2 separate regions of the Zea mays genome follow, and region 2 is linked to region 1. The links are chromatin contacts, called in public Hi-C maps. All regions are on one chromosome and are shown on one strand. The core of a region is the stretch at or near the end of the contact, and the rest is flanking DNA. Distances in the headings are between cores, read along the strand shown. Region 1 holds the start of LOC100282658 (nudix hydrolase 4). Region 2 holds the start of LOC100274222 (DNA repair protein RAD23).

The links. A called contact is a pair of places that touch in the nucleus more often than the background predicts.
Region 2: a contact with region 1 is called in a Hi-C map of tassel, with 2.5 times the contacts expected there. The contact joins the promoter of LOC100274222 here to the promoter of LOC100282658 in region 1. A contact is called at or near these places in 2 of 25 Hi-C or Micro-C datasets (bundle sheath and tassel).

What each region holds. Positions count from the first base shown.
Region 1 is chr9:33,306,200-33,310,787 of Zm-B73-REFERENCE-NAM-5.0, forward strand. It overlaps LOC100282658 (nudix hydrolase 4), which reads right to left and starts at 2,664. Exons shown (of 1, transcript NM_001155566.2): 1 at 1,670-2,664. The coding sequence starts at 2,510. The coding sequence ends at 1,998.
Region 2 is chr9:34,226,622-34,231,135 of Zm-B73-REFERENCE-NAM-5.0, forward strand. LOC100274222 (DNA repair protein RAD23) reads left to right here and starts at 1,718. Exons shown (of 12, transcript NM_001148593.1): 1 at 1,718-2,213; 2 at 2,654-2,815; 3 at 3,720-3,779; 4 at 4,409-4,488. The coding sequence starts at 2,148.

The DNA of each region.
Region 1 (4,588 bases), core at 1,414-3,913:
GTTTTATATTTTATACTCCACAATAACATAGATATTCTTATAAAAAAATAGAGAAAAAATAAAACCAGTCTATACTAGATCTAGCCTATCATGTCACACCTAAGACCTAGACACGACACAATGATTGAATTAGACTAGCATAGGCATAGTCGACAACGAACCAATTTGTGCTGGGCCAGGCTAAATGGTACCAGGCCATGGGCCACGCAACAGATCTGGTCTACTTTGACATGTATACTCGTATATAAGTGACAGAGCAATTAAGACGATGACTTGTGCAAATAGGCTATCAAGTGTCAGCACAGGAGAGCTGTCAAGTTATCAATTGAGATACACGTGTTTTCGATTTGATAAATTTAGGATTAGTTAGTTCGATTTAAAATTATAGTTGTTTGATTGAGGAGGGAAGGGGCGCCCATCGACCATCGTGATGCTTTTGCTCGCCACATCTTCGAGACCTGAAGTCGCAAGGACGCGACCAAGACCCCACCGCTTCCATGCTCACAAGCCGCTCAAGACTTTCGGATGTTGTAATCGTTTGGAACGTGTTTAAACACCTATTCTATTTAAACAATGTTTATCTATATGTAGAAAGCCTTTCCTCTTTTGAATCTCGCCATTAACTTTAAGGCTATGCCATCCTAAGGTGCTACTAAATGAAAGGATCTTATCAACAACCATGAATACGAAATCATATATTGAACTAACGAATTGGCAACCTTCGGTGCTATCAGAGTATCTACTAAGTGCATGGGTTGGAGACCGTAGCAATTAGGGATGGCAACGAGTATGTACCCATCAGGTAGCATCGTTCCATATCTATACCCATCAACAAAAGATATACTCGTCGGGTTACCCATATTCGCTCGCGGGTATAAAATCTTACCTATATTCATATCCCGTATGTGCGGATAATTTTACTTATCGAGTAACCCGTACCCGCTAGGAAGGTTCAAATTCTAATGTTCCAATCAATCAAAATGTCAAATAAACACAAAAAAGTTTAATTTAAAATATAACAAAGCATAATATTACAAAACTTGATAGGTAAATAAATAATAGCTCGAGAAGGATAAGCTAAAATGTGCTTTATTGTTGGTAATATTGGTATGATGCGGATATATTTTACCTATAGATATACAAGTATGTGTAGTACTGATCTATACTCTTACCGTCTATTCAATAGATAGAGATTTCTGTCCACGTGGATAGAGAAATTATCTCACTATACGGATCCATACTCGTACCGTTTATCCAATAGGCAGAGATTGTTGTCCACGTGGATAGAGAAATTATCTCATAGACGCCTTAATTTGGTTCGGATAAAACCAGTCGGGTTTTCGTGTTTTGGTAATCATTGCCATCTCTATTAGCAATGCACGGTCATAGCTTTAATTTAACGCGCTCCCCGACGATAGGAACGTATCGAAATATCTTTGCTAGAATCATAGCCATCACATAAAGATATGGTGCGTCCATTGAGCACGTCGTTGGTTTCGTAGCTGCACAAGCTAGGTGCTGCAGTGCTGCGCTTTGCACAGTGCGTCCCGTTCGTATGCAATTCAGCACTGTATCTTGGATAAAAAAAAGAGAGAAACTATTCAGTGCACAACAAACAGCGATGAAGTCGTGATGCCAGAATGGTCAATGTGAGTCATTTTCTACCATGGTTCATTTCTTCTTCGTGTATTGTATACTAGTAGAGTACCACAGTGGATCTCGTTAAACTCCGTGACATTTACAAGTTTGTATTTCAAAACGAGACCCCCCCAAGAACAATGTACAGGCCGCGTCCTGGTGCCACAGCTCGACGACGTCCAGATTTGTCTGACTGAATGATGGCGTGTTCCGTCCAATCCAGCGAGCAGAGCAGGCGGCGGCAGCCCCGCACGCGCCGCGTCCGTGCGCGGCGGCCGAAAAAACGCGCGAGGCCGCCCGCGGTCCGACGAGACCGCGGCGGGAAGAGGGAAGCGATCGACGGCCGGCCGGGCCTAGAGCTAGAGGGCGGAGGCGAGGTGCATCGTCTCCGCCGCGACCGCGACGGTGTCGGAGAACCGCTGCAGCGCCTCGCGCATCCACGGGTGGGGGCAGCGCGCGATGGCCTCGGCGGCGGAGACCCACTCCCTGCGGCGCGCGGCCATCTCGGGCCACCGGTCCAGCTCCGCGGTGACGCGCAGCGGGAGCACGAAGCCCTCGTACGTGGCGTCGTAGCTGCGGCTGCGGTAGCACCAGCGGCCCAGCGCGGGGCCCGTCTCGCCGAGCACGCCGGCCTCCTCCGCGGCCTCGCGCCGGGCCGCCTCGTCCATGGACTCGTCCAGCTCCCACCCGCCCTTGGGGATCAGCACGCCCCCCGCGGGGCCCTTCTTCTGCGAGCTGATCACCAGGACCTCCACCTCGCCGTCGCCCCCGCGCACGCGGTACGGGACGCAGCCCACCACCACGCGCCCGCCCGTGCTCGCGCTGTACCGCTGCAGCTCCCGGCCTTGGCGAGACACCATAACTGCTGCCATCTCTGTCGGTCTCTGCCTCAAATTACTCGCTCCTTGTGGGAGAAGGGGGATTCTCTCAAGTAGAAATAGCTCGGCGTGTGAGATGCGATTGTGCTATCTTTGGATCTTCGCTGCCAGTGCCAGGAGGAGGAGGAGGAGGAGCCGGATTTGGATTGGAGCAGATGGAAGGCGTTGCTGCCTATTAATAGGAGAAGCCGCGGTTGCTGGTCACTGTCGTTGCCGAGTGGGAGGGAGGAGGATGAGTGGGCACGGCACGGGCACCACGCGACATAAGAGAAGACAAGGGAAGGGACCAATTTTTTTTTAAAAAAAAGAGATGGGGAACGCGGCACCAGCGCTCTCCGCCTGCCTCGGCGTGTGGACAGGGTGCATGGACTGGGGACTGCCACACCTGCCTTTGCTAAAAATGATTGTATTCTCTGCCTTCTCTTCCGATTCTGCTGCTTGGGTATATATCCCAGAATAGTACCCGGTTTTGTGTGACCATGCTTTGCTTTTGAAAGGCGTGGTTCGACCCGGATAGCTTCTACTAGTTGTTCACTGGTACTTGGTTGTTGATTATGGCGTTCTGGGTGTTTATGTTTGGTCCAACGATTATTCCCTGTTCAGTTGGGATTTTGTGCTGACTTTTTTCAATTAGTCTTCTCCAAGTTTTGTGGGATTTTGTGCTGTTTATCGAGTAGAATTTAAAATAGATTGTGTGATATGAAGTCTGATGGAGATAACCTTAAAATGCATTTTAGGTGTTGTATGGTTAACGTAATTGTAACGTAATGGATAACCGATAACATTTCATTGATACCGGTAATCAGATACCACACTAAAAAATGCATGATAACAGCCCATTCAAATTTAATACCGCAATCACTCGAGTATTAATCACTACCGTTGCTATTTACGTTATATTTCGTGAACTAAACAACACCTTAAAAGCACTGGACTATTCTATAGAAAAAAAAACTGTTCTGCTTGAAGATGTTTTTATATGACCCAGTAGCTATGTTTATGATCGAGATCGGCACGTTTGGCTTTGAATTTCCTTTTTGCCGTAGGTTTTCCTTCTTCTTTTGTTAGTACGTTTTAGATACACACGCGCTCCGCCGCTTTCCGCCAAGACATGTGGTGGTGTTGGCTCAGGCACGCAGGTGGTTGGATGTGGAAGCTAGAAACCTAAACCCACTTGTAGGTTAATCTTGATCCATGCATGCATGGAAGCTTCTTTTGTGTCCTTGAGTTGAAGAACACGACTGCTGTTGGATGGCCTAGTTCTTGACTTCCTTTTTTTGTAAATTTGTTAGAGCGTTTTTCAAGTTCTTGGGTGGAAGCCCACTTGTACATATTTTTTTCAACGGGGCAATTTTTTTTTTGAGAAAGCGATATTATTTTGCCTCGAGATGTTTTCATCTACTATGCCCATATATAACTCTGGTATGAGATCCACATATTACAGTCACGTTTGCGCTGTGAGTTTCAATGCAAAGTACGGATTATTGCTATCTGGATTTACAGTTATTTATTTATCTATTTATTTATTTATCGTCTTATACATGAGGAAAGCATTTCTGTTACTACATGGTAACCATGATAAGTGGCTTGCGTATAGTACCTTTGAATGTTATCACCACGGCTTACAAGGTTGTCACTTGTTAGGGGTACCCTTTTGCCATAGAAACGAAAAAAAACAATATTAGGAAGCAATTGGTTAACTAGGTTGTGCGAATTTGTTTTTTTTTGTCTGAATCTGGTTCCCAATAAACGCGTACTCCCAAACAGGCACGGATAGATAACCCCTTGCTGGCCTCCTGGCATCGTTCCGAGTGTTGCCTTCCCCAACCAAATCAGCTGTCGGTTTAGCCGTGTTCAGGATCCAGTGGACCACGTCCACGCAAGCAGCCTGCTTGTGAAGACAAGCGTCGGATAAAGCGCGTAGGAGAGGGAGGGAGAGGCGGCCTCGGCCTTCGCAGCTGCTTCTCTGGCTCTGGCTCCACCCGCTCCCGCGCTGCCGCGCGCTTTTCCAGTCGCCGGGACGGCGCTCGCGTCGGCTTGCGCTCGATGGCCCTCCCTAGCTCACGCGCCCG
Region 2 (4,514 bases), core at 468-2,967, 920 kb after region 1:
CAACCAGACCGGCCAAAGCATCACGAAACGCATTAAGACCTCGAAGGAGTCAAACCACTCCTCCGAGGCCTCGGGGGGCTACACCCGGTGCGCGCGCCCACCGGAACGAAAACGCAACCGAGAAAGGTCGGTCCCCTTGCAAAAAAGTGTGACAAAAGCCTCCAAGCGAGTATTAACACTCCCTTCGAGGCTCGGGGGCTACTGTCGGGGACCATAATTAGGGGTACCCCAAGACTCCTAATCTCAGCTAGTAACCCCCATCAGCACAAAGCTGCAAAGGCCTGATGGGTGCGATTAAGTCAAGGCTCGGTCCACTCAAGGGACACGATCTCGCCTCGCCCAAGCCCAGCCTCGGGCAAGGGCAACCGACCCCGGAGGATCCACGTCTCGCCCGAGGACCCCCTCAAGCAACGGACACACCTTCGGTTCGCCCGAGGCCCAGTCTTCGCCGAGAAGCAACCTTGGCCGGATCGCCACACCGACCGACCGTATCGCAGGAGCATTTAATGCAAGGATGGCCTGACACCTTATCCTGACGCGCACCTTTCAGTCGACAGAGCCGAAGTGACCGCAGTCACTTCGCCGCTCCACTGACCGGCCTGACAAGAAGACAGCGCCGCCTGCGCCGCTCCGACTGCTGTGCCACTCGACAGAGTGAGGCGGACAGCAGCCAAGTCCGACCTCGGGCGCCATAGGAAGCTCCGCCTCGCCCGACCCCAGGGCTCTGACTCGGCCTCGGCCCCGAAAGACGACGAACTCCGCCTCGCCCGACCCCAGGGCTCGGACTCGGCCTCGGCCCCGGAAGACGACGAACTCCGCCTCGCCCGACCCCAGGGCTCGGACTCGGCCCCGGAAGACGACGAACTCCGCCTCGCCGACCCCAGGGCTCGGACTCGGCCTCGGCCTCAGACGATGGTCTCCGCCTCGCCCGACCCGGGGCTCGGACTCGACCTCGACCTCGGAAGACAGACTCGACCTCGGAGGAGCCTCCGCCTCGCCCAGGGCTCGGACCGACCACGTCACAGGGGGGCCATCATTACCCTACCCCTAGCTAGCTCAGGCTACGGGGAACAAGACCGACGTCCCACCTGGCTCGCCCCGGTAAACAAATAATGATGGCGCCCCGCGTGCTCCGTGACGACGGCGGCTCTCAGCCCCTTACGGAAGCAAGGAGACGTCAGCAAGGACTCGACAGCCCCGACAACTGTCCTTCCGCAAGGCTCCAGCGCTCCTTCGACGACCACGACATCACATGAACAGGGTGCCAAGACCTCTCCGGCTGCCACGACGACATGTATTTAGGGCACTAGCTCCTCTCTGCTAGACACGTTAGCACACTGCTACACCCCCATTGTACATCTTGACCCTCTCCTTACGCCTATAAAAGGAAGGTCCAGGGCTCTCTTACAAGAAGGTTGGCCGCGCGGGGGAACGGGACGACGCGTAAAGTCTCTCGCTCTCTCCCACGCGGACGCTTGTAACCCCCTACTGCAAGCATACCCGACCTAGGCGCAGGGCAACACGAAGGCCGCGAGTTTCCCCTTTTGCCTGTCTCCCCTTTTTGCCTCCCTTCGTGTTTCGTACAGGAACCCCGGGGTCGAAACATCGACATATATATATAGAAACCGTAGCAATGTACGCTCATCTGGCTAATATTAGCTTAACAAAACAGCTCAAAGTCGGTCGAGCCAGCCTAACCGTGTATTGGTGTGGGCAACTTTTTTTTCCCAACCGGGCACACTTCCGTTTACATCTATCCCCTCAGCCAGCGGCCAGCGCACAGCGCAACCGCCTCAAAACACCCGCGTGTGCGTGACAGTGCAGCTAGATCCACCCACAACCTCGCCACCACTCTCCACGCCTTCCGATCCAATCACCCGCCCCTTTCACTGACGCCAGGATCAATCAGGCACGGTCCCACGGGACAGCGAGAATATCTAGGTCGACCCTGAGAGCCAGCCGCCAGGCGCTGATTTCTCTTTTGTAGCCTCCGGATTTTTTTTCGCCTATAATTACTCTTCCCCGTGCGCCCTCGCGAGGTCGAACCCCCAAGGCGAGGCGACGAAACCCTCGCCAGTCCCCAACTCGAACCTCAGTCAGGCAGCGTGAGGAGGGAGAGTTCAAGGACCGAGGCGGCGTCGGGCGAGATGAAGCTTAACGTCAAGACCCTCAAGGGCACCAACTTCGAGATCGAGGCGAGCCCCGATGCATCGGTACGGCCCCCTTCCCGTCCTTCTCACTTCAATCCGATCGATTCCGTGCAATTTTTGACCGTTTCCCTGGATTCGGGTGCGGCTCGGTACGATTTCGCGGTTATCTGGTGCAGCGATTGCGCTGCCGGCCGCTGGTAGCGCAGGGGGCTTTGATATGAATCTAGGGTTTTTATTTTGGGGGCGTCCAGCCGGCGGATGGTGGGAGCCCGTTGCTCTCTGGTTTTCTGCATTTTGAACTTCAGTTTCTCACACGGGACATAGTCTAGGGTTTGTCGTTGGTTGGAGTTTGGGGTTTGTGGTTGCGTGTGTTCGTCGTAATTATCACAGTAATGCGGCGCGGTTGCTGTACAGACGGATGATTCAGCATGTCGTGGTGTTCTATTTATGTTGCTCGGCAACGTCTCTAGTCGTGCAGCCTACTCACTGCTTGTAATTTTCAGGTTGCTGATGTGAAGAGGATCATTGAGACCACTCAAGGTCAGAGTACCTACCGGGCGGACCAGCAAATGCTCATATACCAAGGGAAAATTCTCAAGGATGAAACCACTTTGGAAAGCAACGGAGTTGCTGAGAACAGCTTCCTTGTTATAATGTTGTCCAAGGTATTTGGTGCTCTCTGTCTTATCCCATCAGTGATGTGTTCAATAATCTGGTTCTTAACTGGAAACTGTGATTGGTTTGCCTGCAAGTCGTGCCATATTTTGAGTGTTTTGGGTTGGTTGCATTAATTTCACTTTCATATCTTACTTTACTTCAGCTGTTATTGTTACATGTATGGATTGCTAGTAAAATATTAGTAGTTTGCCTTATGAATTATGATGCTCATAAGTTATCTACAGTAGATAGTTGTCTTGTTACTTCTGCTAGTGCTCTGGATGGTGCAGTCATTTGCCTGAGAATTGGCATTGTGACTGATTTCTTTGATGATTTCCATGTAAATTGTAAATTATTTCTTTGAATATCTTGCAAATTGTTATTTGATTTCCTCAACTCTGTATGACCAAGTGATTAGTCTTCCAGAATGGAAGTCTCAGATTCAACATAACACAGATTTGGATTTGAATTATTTCATCTCTTTTCTTTTCCAGTTTCTTCGTATTTACTCTCCATTTTTACTGCTCTTTTGTGAAATACAATGGCTACATTGTCAACTGCTTAGTGCATTTTAAATAAAACTCAACCTTTACTTGCTTGGTCGATGAATTGATTGCTTTCAAGGTGATAATGACAACATAAGATATTGAATGCTTCGTATTGGGTTTTGTGGGGTTTTCCCCTCTTTGTGACTGACCTAAATTTAATTACTTCACAAAAACGAAAATACAACGTTCAGAGTTATGTCGATTTCGTGTGAAGATGTCTTTTAACAGCTTCCATGACCCGTTATATATTTTCCAATTTTTAACTTCAGCTACAGTTGACACTGATTTATTTGGTTAAGCTGCTATTAGCTTCTAATCTTTATGTTCTATCTAATCTGACATGCATGACATGATTTTTTGCTAGGCTAAGGCATCATCGAGTGGAGCTTCTACCGCTACTACTGCAAAAGCTCCTGCAACTCTGGTTAGTTTTGGCATAGTTGATGTAGTTATTTTCGTATTTCGCTAGTGTTCTTCTTCGGGGTTGCAATGTAGAAGTACTTGTGTTGTAAAAATGAATTGCATTCCAAATCTTGTCTGTCTTGTGTGGGATATGAATTGGCATGTCATTAGTGTTCACATGTGTCATAGGACTCATCCATGTTTATTGGTGTACTTTGGGATATGAATTAGCAGATTTAGAATGACAGGCCTGGTGCAGTGTTGATAGCTGTCGCTGTCTCAATGAGTCACCAGGTCGAGGGTTCAAAGCAGCCTCTCCGCATTTGCAGGGGGAAAGCTTGCCTCGGTTTATCCCTTTCCTAGACCCCACTCATGTGGGAGCCTCCGGCATTGGTTTGCCCCCTTTTTTTTATGATTTCAATCACCTAATGTACATGAAGGCAAAAAAGTGGGAGCAATGATCAAATTTAATCCCTTTTTGGTACTTGTCTCATCATAATCAATTTACGCTGTTTGTACATACAAAATAACAAGTATATGGTGCATGAAACTCAATTACTCATGATGAAATAATATCTTGTATTTTTGTTTTGGCATTATTATTACCAACTGTTTTCTGATATTTTGATATGCCATTTAACTTTGCAATAGGCCCAACCTGCTGCCCCTGTGGCCCCTGCTGCATCAGTTGCAAGAACACCAACACAGGCTCCTGTTGCCACAGCTGAAACGTGAGCCATCTTCCCCCCTTCATCTT